2 separate regions of the Capra hircus genome follow, and region 2 is linked to region 1. Evidence: chromatin contacts called from public Hi-C data. All regions are on one chromosome and are shown on one strand. Each heading gives the region's core, a stretch centred on a gene start, on an enhancer-like site or on the middle of the called end of the contact. The rest is flanking DNA. Distances are from core to core; before and after follow the strand shown.

The links. Hi-C and Micro-C count contacts between places; a contact is called where the count stands out from the background.
Region 2: a Hi-C map of blood shows a contact between it and region 1, with 10 times the contacts expected there. The contact joins the promoter of WNT7B here to the enhancer-like site in region 1. A contact is called at or near these places in 2 of 5 Hi-C or Micro-C datasets (both in blood).

The regions. Positions count from the first base shown.
Region 1 is chr5:114,962,256-114,965,043 of ARS1.2, reverse strand. No RefSeq gene overlaps it. Among named protein-coding and RNA genes, the nearest start is that of ATXN10, 14 kb to the left of the region's middle. Within about 2 kb of position 1,468, at least 3 of the 5 cell types and tissues checked have an H3K27ac peak or open chromatin away from gene starts, as enhancers often do.
Region 2 is chr5:115,234,487-115,237,562 of ARS1.2, reverse strand. It overlaps WNT7B (protein Wnt-7b), which reads left to right and starts at 1,310. Exons shown (of 4, transcript XM_018048903.1): 1 at 1,310-1,744. The coding sequence starts at 1,674.

The sequences.
Region 1 (2,788 bases), core at 219-2,718:
TTCCCAACAGCTTCCTGCACCCAGATCTCTATACCCCACGCCCAGGGGCTCCCAGCCTGGGACAAGGTGCTCCACACCTGTTTGTGTTTATGGACTTAAACTACCTGCCTCCATCATGGTCAGTTCCATCCTTCTCCCGACCGTGGAAAAAGACGGCTGAGGCCCCCCTCCAAAGCTGGTGATCCAAACGTGTAAGGACCCAGTTCTTTCCTAGATGATTGACTGACCCTGGAAATGCCCCCACTACCTTGCCACCTACTGCTGTTGTTCATTGTTCAGTCACAACATCGTGTCTGACTCTTCGTGACCCCATGGACTGCAGCACGCCAGGCCGCCCTGTCCATCGCCAACTCCCGGAGTTTACCCAAACTCATGTCCATTGAGTCGGTGTGCCATCCTATCATCTCATCCTCTGTCGTCCCCTTCTCTTCCTGCCCTCAATCTTTCCCAGCATCAGTGTCTTTTCCAATGAGTCAGCTCTTCGCATCAGCTGTCCAAATTATTGGAGCTTCATCTTCAGCATCAGCCCTTCCAGTCAATATTCAGGGTTGATTTCCTTTAGGATGGACTGGTTTGATCTGGCTCCCACCTGTGGGCCTCAGTAATCCAGCCACTGAGTTCATCACGTCCCCAGAGACAGCTGCTCCCAGGGCAGGCGACCCTGTTTTGCCAAGAATAGGATCCAGAGTGCACACCCTGGAACAGGTGGAGGCATGTCTTCCAGGCGAGTGGGTGGTGAGTGAGGCCGACGGCACACCTGGCCTCCTGGCCCCTGCTCTCCACCTTATCTCAGCCAGTCGGGGCTGCGTTCTCATCACTGAACTCTGCAACTTCCTTTGCTGGCCGTGACACAGCCTGCAGTTATTTAACACAGTCATTCGTCTACCTATGTACCGTCCGTCTGCTCCTCTGAAACACGAGCTTCATGAGGGCAGGAAGCTTGCCAGTCTTTTTACTGTTTTACCTTTAGGATCTGGCTTAGCGCTTGGCTCTATGGATTAGGAGCATGCGTTTGAGGGAATCCCTGGCCGCCCAGTGGTTAGGACTCGGTGCTGTCACTGCCAGGGACCCAGGTCCCGTCTCCGATCAGAGATCTGAGATCCTGGAAGCTGCACAGTGCAGCCAGAAGGAAAAACAAAGCCCGCGTGTGAAGACAGCCTACTGTTACCACTTGGCAGGCTCTGGAGCCTGAGGCCACTCACGGGGCTGCTGGCGCCTTGGCTGTGAAAGGAGAGTGGAGGAAGGACGCTGTCACAGACGAGATAACGTAGGGACAAAGAACGGAGCGCGTGTGCCCGGGTAGGCACGAGGAGCGGCTGGTGCGCCCAGCTCCTCTCTGTCCTTGGGGAACCGGGAGGCAGAGCCGTCTGCCGGGAGCAGGTCTCGGAGGACTGGAAGAGATGCCCAGGCGCGGGGGAGGTGGAGTCCTGCCGTGGGCAGCTGACTCCGGGCACCATGGCCTCGTGGGCACCGAACATCCTTGTGTGGGGTGTCCTCTGTCGGGGCAGAGGAGACAGGTGCTGGAGCAGATCCCTCGCTCAAGTCTGGCCGGATGAGCAGGACGGAAGGACACTGGGGCAAAGCAGTTGAGGGTCCTGGCACCAGCACGGCCGTGACATGCCTTTTGCGGTCTGGAGGCCTGGAGCTGGGAGCCGGGAGGCGCTGGTCCACGTGGGAAAGTCCGGGGACTGGGGATCAGGGTGAGGTCAGCGGGGGGGTGTGGCGGGACGGAGGCGGGAGCGGCCGGGCCGCGTCGGAAGCTGCGGTCAGGCAGTGGGCTCCTGGAGTGATGACAGGGCCCGGGGTGTGGGCGGCCGGAGGGAGCGGAGGTGAAGGTCACCGGCCGGAGGGGGCGCGGTGGGCTGGGCGGCGCCGAGGCACGGCCCCTCCCGCCGGCCTCCTGCGCTCCTGGACCCCCGCCCTCCCTGGGGGCCGGTTCCTGGGCCCTGCGCTCCTCTCTGCCTCCCCGCTCACCCCCGGTCCTGTGAACAAGGTTTCACCACCCCTGACGGCCGAACGTTTCTCAAACAGAACCTACTTTCTTTACACCAGCCTTCCCTTTCTCGCCACCCTGTCTTTGCCTTCCCCATCCCCCAGTTTCTCTGTCACTCATTTCCTCTCCTTCCCTGCTGCTTTTGCTGCCGCGGCCATCTAGTCTATTGCACATCCTCGGACATTATTTTGGCCATAACAGGGGTTTTAAGCTAAGCCCCTTCTTCCAATTTTCGAAGCTAAAACCCTACGCATGAGTTGGCAACACAGATCCGCAAAGTGAGGAGTGAGAGAGGGGCTGAATCTCTGGTGGGTGGGGGTACAGAGGAGGAAACGGGCAGGAAGGAGCCCTCAGACCGGTAGAAATAATAGGACTTTGTAGTCAGACAGATGTGGGTTCTAAGTCCGTCTGTGCCAGCCACGGGGGAACCTCAGGAAAGCCACTTCTCTCAGCCTTAGTAAATCGAGGAAGATGGTGCCTAATGGGAGATTGTTGTTCAGTTCCTAAGTCGGGTCTGGCCCTTCGAGGCCCCATAGGATGTAGCACGCCAGGCTTCCCTGTCCTTCAGCATCTCCCGGAGCTTGCTCAAGCTCATGTCCATAGAATTTGTGATGCCATCCAACCATCTCATCCTCTGTCTCCCCCTTTTCCTCCCGCCTTCGATCTTTCCCAGCATCAGGGTCTTTTCCAATGTGTCAGCTTTTCACATCAGGTGGCCAAAGTGTTAGAACCTCAGCATCAGTCCTTCCAATGAATATTTCAGGGTTGATTTCCTTTAGGATTGACTGGTTTGAT
Region 2 (3,076 bases), core at 61-2,560, 270 kb before region 1:
GGAATGGCCCGCGCCTGGGTGGTGGCAAAGGTTCAGGGGATTTGCAAGGATTAAGAGGGGATCAGGAGCAGGGGGTCGCACAGCAGGGTGGAGGGAGCGGAGCCTTCAAAGTGGGGGCGGGTAGGCTAGGTGGGACCCAGGCTGGCTGGAAGCAACACGCTGCCCCTGCCCGCGCCTGGACGCCGGCGGCCACCCCGACAGGTTTCAGGCCTCTGCTGTCTTCTGAAACTAAGTACGTCCCAGTTTCATATTTTCGCCCAAGAGGCGTCCAGGTCTGTACACCCAAGCAGGACAGGCGTCTGCCCAGGGCAGTGCTTAGGCAGAGGGCCACGGACCGGCCCTCTCCAGAGAGAGCTTCAGCCAAAGGCAGGCCCTGTGCCCACCCGGGTACCCGCTGGCCGGCACCGAGCCAAGTCAGATGCTCTGGTGTGTGAGGCACCACGCTGGTTCTGACCTTGCACTCTGGGCACTGCAGAAGAGAAAGTGCAGGCCGAGGAGTTCGGAGGTGATGGGGAGAGCAAGCAGGGGGTCCCTGGGGTGGGAGCCTCCCACAGAGCCAAGGAACCCGCCCCAGCGTCTTCCCATCTGTCTCCACCACGGTGCTCAGCCAAACGGCTTCCCAAGGAGGTCACGGAGCCAGTCTCTTGCATCTGGCAAGGCCTGACTGTCTGTCCGTTTCCTGCCCCTGCTCTCAGTAAGCGCCGCCGGCAGCGGTCCTGACAGGTGTGGGGACCCGGGGGCTGGAAGAGGGGCTCTGATTGAGGTCCTCGGGGGCTGGCAGAAACGCCTGTGTGAAGGGCGTGGTCCGGGGGGACCCCCAAACGGGGTAATTTCTGAGGGGTAGGGGAAACGTGCCCAGAACGGGAATGGATATGGGTGGTCTCTCCCTTCCTCTCTAGAAGCTGGAAGCCAAGTGGCTACACCACCCGACGGGGCCACTCCTGCGCCCTCGCGGGCGCAGAGGAGCCGCCAGCCCCTCCGCAGGTGTCTTTTCGGTGCAGCGCCCTCCCCGGCGAACCCCCCCTCCCCGCGCACCCAACCCCCTTCTTCCCTCCCAGTCTGGGCTCAGCGATCGGAAGGGAGCCCGCCTGGGGAGGGGGTTCCGGGGGAGAGATGCGTTCGTGTGTCACGGGGGAGGGAGGAGAAAAGGGAGGGGAGAGGCCGGGAGCGAGGGAGAGAGAGCGCGCGGCGAGCGAGGAGGGCGGGCGGGAGGCGGGTCCTCCTACCTGGGGCGCGCTCGCTCGCTCGCAGCTCGCTTGCCGGGGCCGCGAGTCACCTGGGGAGGCCGACAAGTGCGGACACATTGGCCGCCGCGGCGCTCGGGGAGGCGCGCACGGCCCCAGGCGGCTGCGCCCAGCGGAGGCAGCGCCCGCCCGCCCGCCGCGCTCGGGCCCCGGCCCCCGCCGGCGCTCCCGAGGCCCCGCGGTCACAGCTCGGCTCCGAGGTTGCAGCCCCCGTCCCAGGTCACTCCCACAGGCGCACACGGCGGCGGCGGCGGCCCGGGCTCACCATGGTGGCAGCGCGCGCCCAGTGCCCGCGCGTCGCCGGCCGCCGGAGCCGCAGCGCCGGCTGAGCGCTGTCCACCGAAGCCCCCCGCTCCTGCCCGTCCCTCGCCCGGCCCGCGCGTCCCCTCCGGCCGCCGCGGTCTATGGCGCAGCCCCCCTCCCTGGATCATGCACAGAAACTTTCGCAAGTGGATTTTCTACGTGTTTCTCTGCTTTGGCGTTCTCTACGTGAAGCTCGGGTGAGTAGCCCTGTGGGCAGGGGCGGGAGCCCAGGACGGGAGCAGCCGGTGGGAGCCGCCTCCAGGGCTCCCCGCGGGGACCGGAGGGGGGCACGGGCAGCTCTCGGGGATCCCAGGCTGGCCTGTGTGTTGAACCCGCAGCCCGGCCCGGCGGAGACGCCGCTGAGCCCCTTGAGCCGCGGGTACTCGCGAGGGGCGCCCAGCCCAGGGCTGGGGCAGGGAGAGCCGGACGCGCGGGCTGCCAGGCTCGCGGGTAGCGGCGAGCGTGCCCGGCGCGTACTTTCACCTGTTTGGGCTCCAGGCCCCGGGGGTGGGACGCGCCTTCCCTCCCCCGGGCTGCGCTGGGCGCGGAGCCCGGGCCGAGCGCTCGCCGCCGGGAGGGCGCGCCGGGGCGGGGGCGGGGGGCTTCGGGCTGCCGAGGGCCCCGGGCGGGAGGGGGGCGCACCCCCCAGGAGCGAGCGCGCAGGCCAGGGCACCCGCCACGGCACTTCGTCTCTATCCATCACGCGGACGTGTTGAAATTACCTTGACAACTCGTCGGGCTGGCTCGAAACGGGCCGCGCGCGCGGCCGGGCCGCCTCGGGCTCCGTCCGGGCCCCGCCCGCCCCGGGCCCTCGGCCGGGCCCCTGGCCGGGCCCCCTCTCGCCGCGCTCCCCCTCGCGCGGCCCGGCGGGCGGGCGGGCGGGCGCCCGGCGGGCCGCGCTCGCTGCAGTAGCTGCTCCGAGTCGTATTTCCACATTCCTGAAGCCAGCCGAGTCCTTACCTGTTGAGCTGCGATCTCCTTTAGACAGAATCTGTCTCGGCCTCGCTCGAAGTCGGGGGCGGGGTGGGGGGCGCGCAGGATGACTGCGACGGGGGCGCACTGTACCTCCATCGCCCGGACGCGCGCTGCGAGCCTACTGTGCGCCGCCAAAGGCGGGAAGGCAGGCCGGTCCGGCGGCGGGCAAAGCCAGTGAACAGCCCCGAGGCAGGGCCGGCCGCGCAGCGGCCTCCCAGGCGGAGAGGCAGAAGCAGGCCTGAGAGCCATTTCATCCATCGCCCTCGGTCCGTCGCCTCCTCTGCCATTTTACAGATGGAGAAACCGAGGCCCGGGAGCCGGTAGGGACTGAGGCCAGTGGCCACAGAGGCAGCCTGGAGGCTCCCTGCCCCAGCCTCAGCGCTGCAGGCCTGGGCGGGCGTGCCTGCGGCTGCTGGTGGCTCTGTTTATCGTGGGTCTGTGTGCAGGCTGTGTCCCTGGGTGTTTGTTTATGGGTGGTGAGCGCGCAGGGCACTGACTGTACTCGGGTGGGGTGGGGAGGAGGCGCTCTTTTCCCGACCCCCCGGGTAGGCAGC